Linked DNA regions of Sus scrofa: region 2 is linked to region 1. A link is a contact called in public HiChIP or PLAC-seq data. All regions are on one chromosome and are shown on one strand. The core of a region is the stretch at or near the end of the contact, and the rest is flanking DNA. Distances in the headings are between cores, read along the strand shown.

The links. HiChIP or PLAC-seq counts read pairs in DNA pulled down with a chosen protein or histone mark.
Region 2: an H3K27ac HiChIP or PLAC-seq map of alveolar macrophages shows a contact between it and region 1. The contact joins two enhancer-like sites. A contact is called at or near these places in 2 of 5 promoter capture datasets (fetal liver and liver), 21 of 47 Hi-C or Micro-C datasets (alveolar macrophages, blood, embryonic fibroblasts and 10 more) and 2 of 2 datasets of contacts at active chromatin or transcription factors (alveolar macrophages and skeletal muscle).

Annotation. Positions count from the first base shown.
Region 1 is chr1:126,820,799-126,827,940 of Sscrofa11.1, forward strand. No RefSeq gene overlaps it. Among named protein-coding and RNA genes, the nearest start is that of B2M, 20 kb to the right of the region's middle. Within about 2 kb of position 4,548, at least 55 of the 83 cell types and tissues checked have an H3K27ac peak or open chromatin away from gene starts, as enhancers often do. A contact at or near this core is called in alveolar macrophages, where this site is marked.
Region 2 is chr1:126,902,526-126,909,667 of Sscrofa11.1, forward strand. SPG11 (spatacsin) reads left to right here. Exons shown (of 53, transcript XR_002345138.1): 16 at 2,811-2,995; 17 at 4,092-4,316; 18 at 6,517-6,718. Among named protein-coding and RNA genes, the nearest start is that of SPG11, 16 kb to the left of the region's middle. Within about 2 kb of position 3,831, at least 2 of the 83 cell types and tissues checked have an H3K27ac peak or open chromatin away from gene starts, as enhancers often do. A contact at or near this core is called in alveolar macrophages, where this site is marked.

The DNA.
Region 1 (7,142 bases), core at 3,298-5,797:
GATCACCTCAGGAATTGTGCTCCCTATCCCAGCTGTACGGAATTCTCATGTCTATCTGGACTTGACCCTGGTACCATAGGACATTTTTGTGTTCATTGTGCTTTTTGGATCCAATCTTCAGAGAAATAAGTGACGTGTGCTAAAGTTTACAGTGAATGCTAAAGTCCTCAGTGTCTCACAGCTGCTGCCCAGTCAGCCTCTGACATATAAGAATTTAGAGCCCAGATTTTCCAGGATATTTGAATTCTGATTCTGATTCCATTCCTATCTCTTCCTCCACAACTGCTGTGTTCCCACAGTGGGGTAGGGTGAGTCTTCTGAGAACCACTTATGAGAAAACACAATTTGAATTTTTAACTGAAAAAAAGAGAGAAAAGTTAAGCATTAGTAATATTTAAAATAATACTGACAGAGCATAACATATAGAGATATATAGAAAATATGTATACTCAAAAATTTTTGATAACTATGCATTTAAACAAAGTCTAATTTTTGTGTTCCTCCTCATTCCATCCCCTGATGGTAGTGGGGAGAAGGAGAAGCCCACCAGGCACTTACACTAAGAGAAGCACAAAGTCATTAAATACCAGGAAAGGATCATTACTTTATCCAAGATCCATTATGAGGATCTCAAGAAAACATTTATTTTTTTCAAAGTAAAAATGGAGAAACTAAAAAACTCTTTATATTGAGTTTCTAATAGCAAAGAAGAAATTAACTACTGAGGGTACATGAAAAAATGTTCAACTTCACTAATCATTAGAGAAATGCAAATCAAAACTAAAATGAGGTGTCTGTCGCCTCACTTTGGTCAGTATGGCCATCATCAAAAAAGTCTACAAATAGGAGTTCCTGTCATCGCTCAGTGGTTAACTAATCTGACTAGGAACCATGAGGTTTTGGGTTCGATCCCTGGCCTTGCTCAGTGAGTTAAGGATTCGGTGGTGTAGGTCGCAGACGTGGCTCGGATCCCAAGTTGCTGTGGCTCTGGTGTAGGCCGGTAGCTACAGCTCTGATTCAACCCCTAGCCTGGGAACCTCCATATGCTGAGGGAGTGGCCCAAGAAAATGGCAAAAAGACCAAAAAAAAAAAAAAAAAAGTCTACAAATAATAGGGAGTTCCCCTTGTGGCTCAGCAGTAATGAACCTGACTAGTATCCATGAGGATGCAGGTTCAATCCCTGTTCTTGCACAGTGGGTTAAGGATCCAGTGTTGCCATGAGCTGTGGTGTAGGTTGCATATGCGGCTTGGATTCTGTGCTGCTGTGGCATAGGCCGGCAGCCGCAGTTCCAGCTCTGATTTTTCCTCCATCCTGGAAACTTCCATATGTCATAGGTGTGGCCCTAAAAAAAAAAAAAAGTCTACAAATAATAAATGCTGGAGAGGGTATGGAGAAAAAGGAACCCCCCTGCATTGTTGGTGGGAATGTAAAATGGTACGGCTGCTATGGAGAACAGTATGGAAGTTCCTTAAAAAACTAAAAATAGAGATACCATATGATCCTGCAATCCCATTCTTGAGTATATATCCAGAGAAAACTATAATTCAAAAGGATACATGCACCCGTGTTTATTGTAGTACTATTTACAATAGCCAAGACATGGAGGCAGTCTAAATGTCCATCAACAGATAAACAAAGAAAGAATACACACACACACACACACACACACACACACACACACACACACACGCATACACACACTGGGATATTACTGAGCCATAAAAAAGAATGAAATAATGCCATTTGCAGCAACATGGATGGACATAGAGATTATCATACCAAGTGAAGTAAGCTAGACAGAGACAGATATATGATATCGCTTATATGTGGAATCTTAAAAAAAATGATACAAATGAACTTATCTATAAGACAGAAATAAACTCAGAGACATAGAAAACAAACTTATAGTTACTAAAGGGGAAATGGAGGGAAGGGATAAGTTAGGAGTTTGGGATTATCATATACACACTACCATGTATAAAATACCTCCAATTTGACCCCTAGCCTGGGAACTTCCATATGTCACAGGTACAGCCCTAAAAAAGCAAAAAATAAAAAAATAAAATAAAAATTAAATAGGTGGGGAGTTCCCGTCGTGGCGCAGTGGTTAATGAATCCGACTAGGAACCATGAGGTTGTGGGTTCGGTCTCTGCCTTGCTCAGTGGGTTAACGATCCAGCGTTGCTGTGAGCTGTGGTGTAGGTTGCAGACACGGCTCGGATCCTGCGTTGCTGTGGCTCTGGCGTAGGCCGGTGGCTACAGCTCCGATTGGACCCCTAGCCTGGGAACCTCCATATGCCGCAGGAGCGGCCCAAAGAAATAGCAGAAAGACCAAAAACAAAAACAAAAAAAAAAACCAAAAAAAAAAAAAATTAAATAGGTAGCCAACAAGGACCTACTGTATAGCACAAGGAAATAGATTCAATATTTCATAATAATCTATAAGGGAAAAGAATCTGAAAAAATATGTGTGTACATATATATATACACACACATATACATATACATTTACATATATATGTATAACTGAGTCAATGTGCTATCCACCTGAAACTAACACAAAATTGTAAATTAACAATTCTTCAATTAAGAAAAAAAAGGAATTAACTATTTAGTCCATGTATCTTGCCACGATTCCCTAACAGTGGCACCAAGTAGGGTTATGAAGAGTTTTATCCTAGATTCTTTCTAGGAAAGAGGGGATGGAGTTCAAGCATTTGCCAGAGAGAGATTTGGTTTGAGTTGAGGCTCTGTGACTTTGGGGCATGTGACCTAGATTAAGATCTCAAAACCACTGCATAAAAATAATTTTTAAAAAGTATTTTGTAACTTTAAAAACTATATAATTAAAAAACCACATCATTAGTTATCACTAGGGAAACTCAAAGCAAAGCCATAATTAGATACCATTTCACACCAACTAGGATGGCTATAATTAAAAAGATAGATAATAACAAGTGTTCCCCCGACACAGAAGCATCAAAATATATAAAGCAAATATTAACAGACATAAAGGGAGCAATTGACAGTAACATCATAATAGGGGACTTTACACCATATACATCATACAATGGAGTATTATTTAGCAATTAAAATGAATAAGGTGCTGATGCTTGGTATAATATGGATGATTTTTTAAAACATTAAGTGACAGAAGCCGATCACAAAAGACCACATATTATATAATTCCATTTATAGATCAAGAATAAGCAAATCCATAGAGATAGAAAGATTAGTGATTCATTAGGGCCAGGATGTGAGGGAAAATGGGGAGTGATGGCTAATCAGTACAGTGTTTCTTTTGAGGGGATGAAAATGTTCTTAAATTGAGAAAATGGTTGCACAACACTGAAACCCACTCAATTGTACATTTTATTTTTTAATTTTTTAAATCAGAAAATATCTAATTTATTATTATAATAAGAATATAAATGGAAAAAGTACTGAGAAGAGAATGATAAATCTAAACAATTGAAATTAGGGAATAACATTTTTTATGAAAAATAATCTTGACGTGTAGTTAACTTACAGTGTATTAGTTTTAGGTATACAGTACACTGATTCAGTTCTACAAACATATATATATATATACGCACACATATATATTTTTTCAGATTATTTTCCCTTATACTCAATACTGAGTATGGTTCCCTGTGCTATATAGTAGGTCCTTGTTGGTCATCTTGAATTTTACATTTTAAATAGGTGAATTGTATGGTTCGTAAATTATGTCTCAATAAAGCTCAATAAAGCTTTAACCAAAACAAACACCTAAGATGCCACAGTAATGATACACAAAAAAGGTGAGGGATGATCTGGATTTAGGCACAAGCACTAGTACCTGGTGAGGAGGTGTAGAGCTCCAGAATAAAACAGGGCAGCCCAGAGGAGGGTACAGTGCTCAAAGCTCTACCAGCTGCACCAACCTATTTAACAGGCATTTCTTCTCTTGGATCCCACAGACACCTGCCTCTAGTAGGATCACTACCCTCGTGATTGGCCTACCCCTCCTCTGCTCTGGGCCCAAGACTGAGAGAACCCTTGGGATGACACTAGGACCCTGAAAAGCGGTGTGCACCATGCTCGACTCCACCCAGGCACCTAGCAGCTCTTCAGTGATATAGATATTTTGTCCTGTCCCTCCCTGAGCTGCCCGGTAGCTACCCAGGAAGAATAGGGCAGTAAGCGTGCGCTCCAGCAGCATGCCCCTTTGCAGCTTCTCCGTGGCTTGTGGTCTGTCCTCTTGGGACCAAGCCTGAGCGAACCGAGCCCAGATGCCTGGCTACAGTGGGCCGGCAAAGAGGGCCAAGGAGCCAGACGCCAGGAAATGCCAAGGACAGAAACGGAGAAGCAGAGGGAGGGGGCGGCGCGGGAGGAGGTACTCATGGTGAACACGCCCAGGCTGGCAGCAGTGCTCAGTGAAGAATAGAGCCAAGGTCATGAAGCCTGGAATCGCAGTCCTTATTCCCACCTACTGTATGGTGGTAAACTCTGGGGTTTTCTGTTTTTAACCCTCTATTTTAGTTTCTCAACTGTCCAATCAAAAATCTGAGCCCAAGGTACTTCGTCATCAGTCTCTGGGCAGAAAGCGCTGTTCCAGGTTAGAAAAGGGGACTTTCCCATCCCTAGTCTTTCTCTGAAGTCTCATGTTTCCTTAGAAAGAGGAAGGGCGGGACTGAGTTTAGTTGATGTTGTTGTTGGGTTTTTTTGGTTGGTTTTTAGGTGGTTGTTTTTTGAGGGGGGGGATTTTGTGGTCTTTTTGGGTTCTTTGTTTGTTTTCTTTTTTTCTTTTTCCTATCACTAGATAAGCAATTTTCACTGTCTAGAAAAGTGGTTCTCAATGGAAGCAGTACGCCCCTCTAGGAGAAGTTTTGGGAATTAATAGGGCTGGTTTTGGTTGCTCCAGTGATGGGGGTCACTATGGGTATTTGAAAGCTAAGGGCAGGGAATGCCAGCCTACACACACGCATGCACACACGCACACACACTCTTTCTCTCTCTCTCTCTCTGTCTTCCTATGAAAAACAAACTTATAATCTTTATAACCTGGGCTTTACAATCACATATAAAAGTATGTTTCATCTTTCAATTATTTTAAATTTTCTCCTTGATTATTTATTGACCATTTAATATGCCAGGCCCATATATAATGAGTTTTCTAGGAGTGCAACTACCAGGCAACTCGAAGATATGATTTTGGTTTGTTTTGGGAATTTTATGTAGAGACTTTAACCACTTCAGAGAAACATACCATAGCCAGCAATACCCTATCTGAATTAGAACCATTGATATAATGCAACCCTCAGTTTTCAGTGTCTTGGGTCACAGAAATTTGAGGCCAGTTGTGAGCATCTGACACTTCTTTCACCAGTGTAGCCAGTCTAGAGCATTCACATACTCAGTTGCTTATCTTTCATAATCAAATTAGTGAAAGGATCACCATTAAACAGTTGATATAAAAAGAAGCTATTGGATCTGATTGGAGTTGTAACCTCTAATTTACACTGGAGTCTTAGGGACTGTGCCCAACTCAGTACCAAGCCCGAGCCTAAGTACTGACTCCTTGTCCTAGAAATCTGGCAGATAAGACTCTAGTACGCAAGTGACCTGCTTACTGTGTCATCAACAGTTAGCAGTTCAGAACTGTTCATTTTACAGGTAAGGAAACTGAGGCCAGGAAATGTTATAAGATTTGAAAGAGGATGAACTGTGACAGAGTCAGTACTAGACACTTTGGAAAATGCAGTTAGATTTTGTGAATGGGCTCTGAGCAAGATCATTCTCAGAAATCCTGAGACTGCCAGAAGAGAGCTCTGCCTGCAGGCTTACCTTTGGAGGAAGAGTCCACAGTGAGTAGGGACCATATTTTACCTAAGGCCTTTGGAAAAAGGAATTCCTCATTTCTTTTTTTTCACCAGCTCAGTGCCAAGAAGTTTTTCCTTGTACTTCCTTGCTGCAGTTTTTGATAATTTTACGTGTTCTAGTGAGCTGTGAAATGAAATAACCACTGGAAGTAAAATAAGTTGCCTAGAACTTTACATTTTACAGAGGTTTTATTATCATCATCCCCTTCTCAGAATAACTGTGAATGGAAAATGACTTAGACACTCCATATTTATTAGGTGAATGATTGAGCAAATAAGTGAATAAATTTCATGATTTAGGGATAACTTTTGCATTTTATGGATAAAGTGACAGAGTCAAGACAGTAATAAGACTTTTCCAATTTCTTTTGTCGAGTTAGGATTCAGACTTAAACAGTGATGTAACTTTTCCCCCATTTCTTTTGTGGAATTAGAATTTATTTATTTATTTATTTTTATTATTTATTTATTTATTTTTTTTTGTCTTTTTGCTATTTCTTGGGCCGCTGCTGCGGCATATGGAGGTTCCCAGGCTAGAGGTCGAATCGGAGCTGTAGCTGCCAGCCTACGCCAGAGCCACAGCAACGCAGGGTCCGAGCCGCGTCTGTGATCTACACCACAGCTCACGGCAACGCCGGAATCTTGACCCACTGAGCAAGGGCAGGGATCGAACCCGCAACCTCATGGTTCCTAGTCGGATTCGTTAACCACTGCGCCACGACGGGAACTCCGGAATTAGAATTTAAACTCAAGTTTAAGTTCAGTGGCATTCACACTTAGAAACAAGCTCTTAGAAACTTTGATTTTTTTTTTTTTTCTGTCTTTTTGCCTTTTCTTGAGCTGTTCCCATGGCATATGGAAGTTCCCAGGCTAGGGGTCGAATCGGAGCTGTAGCCACCGGCCTACACCACAGTCACAGCAACACGGGATCCGAGCCGCGTCTGCAACCTACACCACAGCTCACGGCAACGCCGGATCCTTATCCCACTGAGGAAGGGCAGGGACCGAACCCGCAACCTCATGGTTCCTAGTTGGATTCATTAACCACTGCGCCACGACGGGAACTCTGGAAACTTTGAATTTTTAATAGCAATTTGGGATTGTATGTGTTGTGGGCCCTGAAGAGGAAGTTAACAGGAAACCCATAGTAGCAGACTAATGCCACACCCTTGCTCTATGAGCACATCACCAGCTTTTGTATTTTGCTGCTAACAGCTAGCACCTGCACAGTAGCCCCTACAAATTACTGTCCAGCACTGGAGTGAGCTGGAAGTACC
Region 2 (7,142 bases), core at 2,581-5,080, 81 kb after region 1:
CGCCTCAGAGGCTGGCCTGGTTCTTTCTCGGAACCTTTTCTTCCCAAGTGGCGTCTCAGCCCGGTCCTTTCTGGTTTTGAGTGGTGGGAGACCATCCTGATCCTCTGCAGCTGCGGAGAAACTGGAATGGGTCTGTTTGGGCGCTGGTTGAGTAATTGTCGCCTTGCTTTGCAGCACGCCCATTTTCTGTTAAATCTGTTGGAGATGTCAGCTGTGGAGGGGGGGAATCCTCTGTAATTTGAATTAGCCTGTTTGTTTCGTTTTGTAAAATGGCCTTTTACTTCATTTTGGACTTTCCCTTTTCAAGGACAGAGCCTAGTTTTTCTACTCACTCATTCACTCAACAGATTCTCATGAGCTTTTTGTTCGTTAGCTAGTAGCAGTGCCTAAAAAGTGTAATGAGACAGTTCTTCTATGTGAGGTTGTATGGTTGGGAGAAAAGAGACATAATTTCAATCATGTATTACTTTCCACACTGTACATCATTAAGTTCGAGAGTACCTCCTGACTCTTCTAGTGGACTCTTTCTAATAACAGAAAACATGTTAGAAATATTCTGTTTACGGCTTAGTAGCCAGGGAAGATTCTTACCCTGGAGTCTCCAGATCCTATAACAGTGACTGACAGTAGAGATTCGTTTGTAAAATCAGTAAATGCTTTAGCCTGTTTCATGTTTGTCTTCCTTATTCCTGATCTCTAATTGCTAGGAAAGAACGCTTTCCTTACTGGAAGTTAGTTTATTGAACAATGTTAAGTACCTATGACCACAGCCCTGTAAAGAATGAGGCAGAAGAACTCTAGGTGTTTGAGAACCTAATAGAAGATAAGCAGAACACATATGAAATAATGGGGGCTTTCATAAACTATTATATAAAATTAGAGTGAGGGAGGATCAAGAGGGCTTCTTTTTAGTTTTTTTTAGTTGAATTAAATTTTAATTCAGTTAAAATACTTAAAAGGGTAGAAATAATGACAGGTTTATAGTGTGCAGAATTTGCATCCTAATTTTCTCAAGGAATATAAGGTCCTTTGTATACTGTTGAAATCACTGTACACTCTATAGTCATTTCACTGAAAATCTTGTTTTTCCACGTGTCAGTGTAGTTCTATATGCAAGTTATATCACTGGGTTTATAGTATTCTGTCTTTTAAATATATCTTAATTTGTTTAATTTTTTCAGTATTTGACATTGAGATTTTTCAGGTTTTCTGAGTAAACAGGAATTGACTATTTATGAAACATTATCAATTTAAATATAAAGACAAATAGAAAGTGTCAATATTCTTCTCTAATAATAACAATACCACCAAGTCCACTGTTTCTAGAAAAAACAACTTACTACTTCTGTAGAAAAAAACTTTTTTAAAAAGATGTAGCTTTTTCAGCATGGTGGTCTCAATCTCATTCCATTGCATTGTTTTTAGATTTGGGGCACTTTTATTTTTTTTTTAAAGTAACTTTATTTATTTTTGTATTTTTAGGGCCAAACCTTTGACATATGGAACTTCTGAAGCTAGGGGTTGAATCAGATCTGCAGTTGCTGGCCCACGCCATGGCCACAGCAATGCGGGATCTGAGCCTCTGCTGCAACCTACACCATAGCTCACAGCAACACCAGATCCTAAACCCACTGATCGAGGCCAGGGATTGAACCTGCATCCTCATGGATTCTAGCTGTTGGTAACCCACTGAGCTATAATGGGAACTCCTTAGAGTAACTTTATTTCATTATTTAATCTGAAGTTGTAGCATCATTAGTCTTTTTCCATCCTTGTTAGCCATATTGGTTGTTGGGTTTTTTTTTTTTTTTTTTTGGTCTTTTCTAGGGCCCCACTCGCGGCATATGGAGGTTCTCAGGCTAGGGGTCTAATCGGAGCTACAGCTGCCGGCCTATACCAGAGCCACAGCAACGAGGGATCCGAGCCATGTTTGCAACCTACATCACAGCTCAAGGCAACGCCGGATCCTTAACCCATTGAGCAAGGTCAGGGATCGAACCCGAAACCTCATGGTTCCTAGTTGGGTTCGTTAACCACTGAGCCACGGCGGGAACTCCTATTTTGATATTATAATACTTAAAATATTCTGTAATGGCCTGTCCAGCATGTTAGCCATTAGCTATTAGTTTCTCAGTTGCACTACCCACTTTCAAGTGCTCACTGGCCACATGTGGCTGTTGGACAGTGCAGATATGAAGGACACTTCCATTATCACAAAGTTTTTGTTGGGCAGAGCTTCTTACTGTGCTATTTAAGTCTTCAAAGTTTCTGAATATAAATAATCACTTTAAAAAAAAATCATTGAAAGCATTTAAATGAACAAAACATATTGTTAGGGAGTTCCCGTCTCGGGAGTGGCCCTAGAAAAGGCAAAAAGACCAAAAAAAAAAAAAAAATTTTTTTTGTTAGTTTTTAGCACCACCTCTTATAAATAATACAAGTATTTGGTGGTTGGAACTTATGCTTGATCATGACAAATTCCTTTAAACATGTCATTGTCAGGATTTAGGATGAAGAAATAAAACAGCCACCATTTCTTGTTCCTTGCCACCTTTTTACCACCCACTTCTATATTCTTGTTTTTCAGTGAAGGAGGCTGCGGGGAAAGAGGTGAAGAAGGGAAAGGAGGAAAGGGAAAGGGACAGGAAATCCTAGGGCAGTTTACATTCCCTTAGGTTGTATATAGAATAAATGCTATTAGGTAAACTAAAGAGTTGTTCTCTACTCGTCCTGTCCGTTTACCCTCACCACTGTGGGTAAATATTAATGTGGGTATAGAATATGATAAATAGTCTGTACTTTTTCCTTAGGTTTGTATGGGAGGATTCTCATAACAGTGGGACACCAACAGACAAGCCCAGACTGCTTGCTCTTAGTGAAAATTATGAACTGCTCATCTATGAGTTTAATTTGAAAGATGGAAGATGTGATGCAACCGTTTTGTATAGCTATAGTGAGGAGACATTGCAAAAGCTCATTGGAGATCAAAATGTCAGTAAGTATTTGCAAGTGGTCTTTTAGCATGTTTGAATCCATATAATTTTATATATTTCAGGAAAAGTTCTTACAGAGATGAAATCAGAAAGGGATAATCTCCCTTGTCCCATACAGTAGGCACCTAGCTACATGAGGCTACTAAGCCCTTAATGTAGTTAATATGAATTAATATGTCCTTTGCATGTCAAATACATTCCAGATTTGAAGAATTAGTATTTAAAAGTTTTTGAGTTATTACATGTTGATCTGATATTTTGACTATGGGGTAAATAATATATATTAAAATCAGTTTAACCTGTTTATTTTTTTAAATGCAGTTACTAGAAAATTTAAAATTACACGTGGGCTCATATTTGGTGGCGCACATTGTGTTTCTGTTGGACAGTGTGAGAGTGAGACAGAGCTGTTTGCTATATCCCATCCTGAAGGCTGAAGGCAGCAAAAATCAAAGCAGTCAGGCCTTTATTTTTAAGGCAGTAGTATCTTTGCCACCTTGGTTATAAGGTTCCTTCTTTTCCTTTTTTTTTTTTTTTTTTTCTTTTCTAGGGCGGCACTTGTGGCATATGGAGGTTCCCAGGCTAGCGGTCCAATCAGAGCTGTAGCTGCCATCCTATGCCAGAGCCACAGCAATGCTGGATCTGAGCCGTGTCTGCGGCCTACACCACAGCTCACAACAACGCTGGATCCTTAACCCACTGAGCAAGGCCAGGGATCGAGCCTGCAACCTCGTGGTTCCTACTCAGATTCGTTAACTACTGTGCCACGACTCCGTCTTTTCCTTTTTATAAAGAGTCTATGATTGTTCTTTTGGGGTCGTGTGTGTTAGTAGTCTTTTTAAATCTTCTGGTGTGCTGCCACACTCTGGCCATAAACAGAAGGCACAGAGACATCATAGGTCATCTTTATTTATCCCCTTACCTACTTTCCAATGACCATTTACTTAAGTGAGTTTGATCAATAATTGCCTAGAGTTGGGCTTAGTCAAATGTCTGTTCTTTTTTATTTTACCTGTTTGTGTTATGTTAACAGAATCATATTTACAAATTGTAAAATTATAACCAATGAGTTTGATACAATATTCTTTTGTTTTATAGGTATATCTTTATTATCTTTGAGAATTCTGTCATTTCACAGTAACAGATCATTATTATTCATCAACAAATGTATCGTCCTACACATTATATTTCCTGAAAGAAATGCTGACATTAGGGTACTCAGCTGTTTCACATTACCCTTACCTGCACAGACGGTGGACAGGATTATTGACACACAGCTCTGCAGAGGAATTCTTTTTGTTTTGAGTAGTTTAGGCTGGATCTGTATCCTTGTTGGTAAAGGTGTTTATAGGTCGGGGAGGAGAATACCTATAAAGATGGGCCTTGTAGGCTTTTAGGTTTAGGGACTGGACTATAGGTAGAATTGTTAGCTTTTCAGTAATGCTTTCAGGGAAAAAGATGTTCATGAACTTAAAATACTAGTTACATTGCTTTATATTCCATTCAAATGTTTTTCAGATTATAAGTATACATTGGTTTTATAGTCTTAATCGTCTTCTGCAGCCAAATGTTGTTTTTAAATTGTGTGTGTTCTACATTACCTTTTTATTCAGAATCTTCTTACCAAATACCTACTTTGTGCTTGTCCGAGGAAGGATTTAGAGGACTGCTTAGGATGTGATATACACATTTTCATGTATGAATGTAATATGTCTCTTATCTCTAATGATGATTCCATCATGCTAGACAATAATATAGTTTACATAACCATTTTTAATTTGTTTTTGGAAAGCATCATGGATTTTTTTGTATTTAGCAGATTCATAGGTCATCAACAAAATTATTTTTTAAAGAGTGACCCCTTGAATGTTTTTGGAACTTTGACCTCTGCATTTAAGAAGTAGTTCTTCTGCAGTTCCCGTCATGGTGCAGTGGTTAACAGAACCGACTAGGAATCATGAGGTTGTGGGTTTGATCCCTGGCCTCGCTCAGTGGGTTAAGGATCCCGCATTGCCGTAAGCTGTGGTGTAGCTTGCAGATTCGGCTTGGATCCCGAGTTGCTGTGGCTCTGGTGTAGGCCGGTGGCTGCATCTCTAATTAGACCCCTAGGCTGGGAACCTCCATATGTCACGGGTGCGGCCCTAGAAAAGACAAAAAGACAAAGAAGTAGCTCATCCTTTTACTTATATCATAGCCTGTATCAAAATTTCTGTTGTAGGAGTTCCCGTCGTGGCTCAGTGGTTAACTAATCCAACTAGGAACCATGAGATTGTGGGTTCGATCCCTGGCATCGCTCAATGGGTTGAGGATCCGGCCTTGCCGTGAGTGTGGTGTAGATTGCAGACGCTGCTCGGATCCTGAGTTGCTATGGCTCTGGCTCCGATTGGACTCCTAGCCTGGGAACCTCCATATGCCTCGGGTTTGGCCCTAAAAAAGACAAAAAAAAAAAAAAGAAAAAAAGAAAATTTCTGTTGTGAAAAATGTTATAGCATATTGGATTAACTTCATTTTTGTTGCCAGCAGAGCACAGTTATAGGACTGTGCTGTCCAACACAGTAGGCATATGTTGCTGTTGAGCACTTGAGATTGGCCAGCATGACTGAAGAACCGAATTCTTAATTTATTTAACTATCAGATTTAAAGTCTGATAATTGAATTGATTCAGTTATTGGAGAGCTTTTGAGTATATTTGGAACAACTTTGGTTGTTCCAAGTTCTCAAATATTAATTTTTGAAGTCTAAATACAGACCAGGTATTTCCAATGAAAATTCATCGTCTAAGTTGAGATGGACTGTAAATTTAAAATAACCAGATTTGAACACTTGTATGAAAAAAAGATGTAAAATACCTCAATTTTTTACAATTAAAAAAAAAAAATTATGACCTCACCCGAGGCATATGGAAGTTTCCAGGCCAGAGACTGAATCTGAGCAGCAACTGCAATGTACACCACAGTTGCAGCAAAGCCAGATCCTGTAACCCACTGCACTAGGCCAGGGATTGAACCCATGCCTCCATAGTGACCTTAGCACCTGCAGTCAGATTCTTAAACCACTGTGCCACAGCAGGAACTCCTCAATTTTTAAAAGATTTATTACATGTAGAGATGATAATATTTTGGATGTGTTGGGTTAAATAAATTCTTAAAATTAGGTTCACTGGCTTCCTTTTACTTTTTTAATAAGGCTACTGAGAGATTTACAATGACAGATAAGGCTTGCATTATGTTTCTTTTGGACGGCACTGTTGTAGAACACTAGTGGAAAATATTAGAGATGTTTCAGGACCTGGCACAGGGTGGAGATTTAGCAAGTATTGTTGAGCAAACTCTCTATCAGATCATTTATTGGTTCACCAACTTCATAGTCACCTGGTTAATGTGACAGGGTTGTTAGTGTCCATTTTCCTTCTGTTATTATTCCTATAAGGTTGGAGCATCAAAGTCTGTAACTCTATCTTGTCCTGTGTTTTAAATGGTTAGGTATACTTAAGACTGGCATTTTCTTTAACTCTTACTCAAAGACATTTTTGACATTGTGGATGGCAGACATGTAGCTCATGTGGACTTAGCACTTCATCAAGAAGATATGTGTAATGAACAGCCACAGGAGCCATCTACGATTTCTTCCTTTACTTCACTGAAAGTGTCTCAAGACCTCGATGTTATAATGATTGTCAGCTCCTCCAACACTGCAGTTGCTCTTAACTTAAATTTGTATTTCAGGTATGTGGATCACTTCCTTCTCTAATTTGAGGTGAATAATTGGACCCATAAGAGGTTAAAAATGTATGTGTTAGCTTTTTTGTTTGTTTTAACCAGTTTTCTTCCTCTATTTGTTGATCATGTTCTAGCTACTGCATAGTAAGCTTACAGTATAAAAATTTGTACAGACGACCACCTTTTTATTTCGGGATGCATGTCCAGGTTTGATTTTGATTTATATATGTTATATGTGGCTTATATCATCATAGATGAAGAGTAGTCAAGCACATTTTAAAAAGCCCTTGGCTATTATGCGTTATTTAATCACCTCTTGTCAACACTAGAGTAGAAGAGAAATGGGACTTAGCCTGTTTTAGTGTTGTGCCTTATGTAGCTCAGGGTTCTGACTGCCTAAGGGATCACTTTTCACTTTAGGGACTTTGAG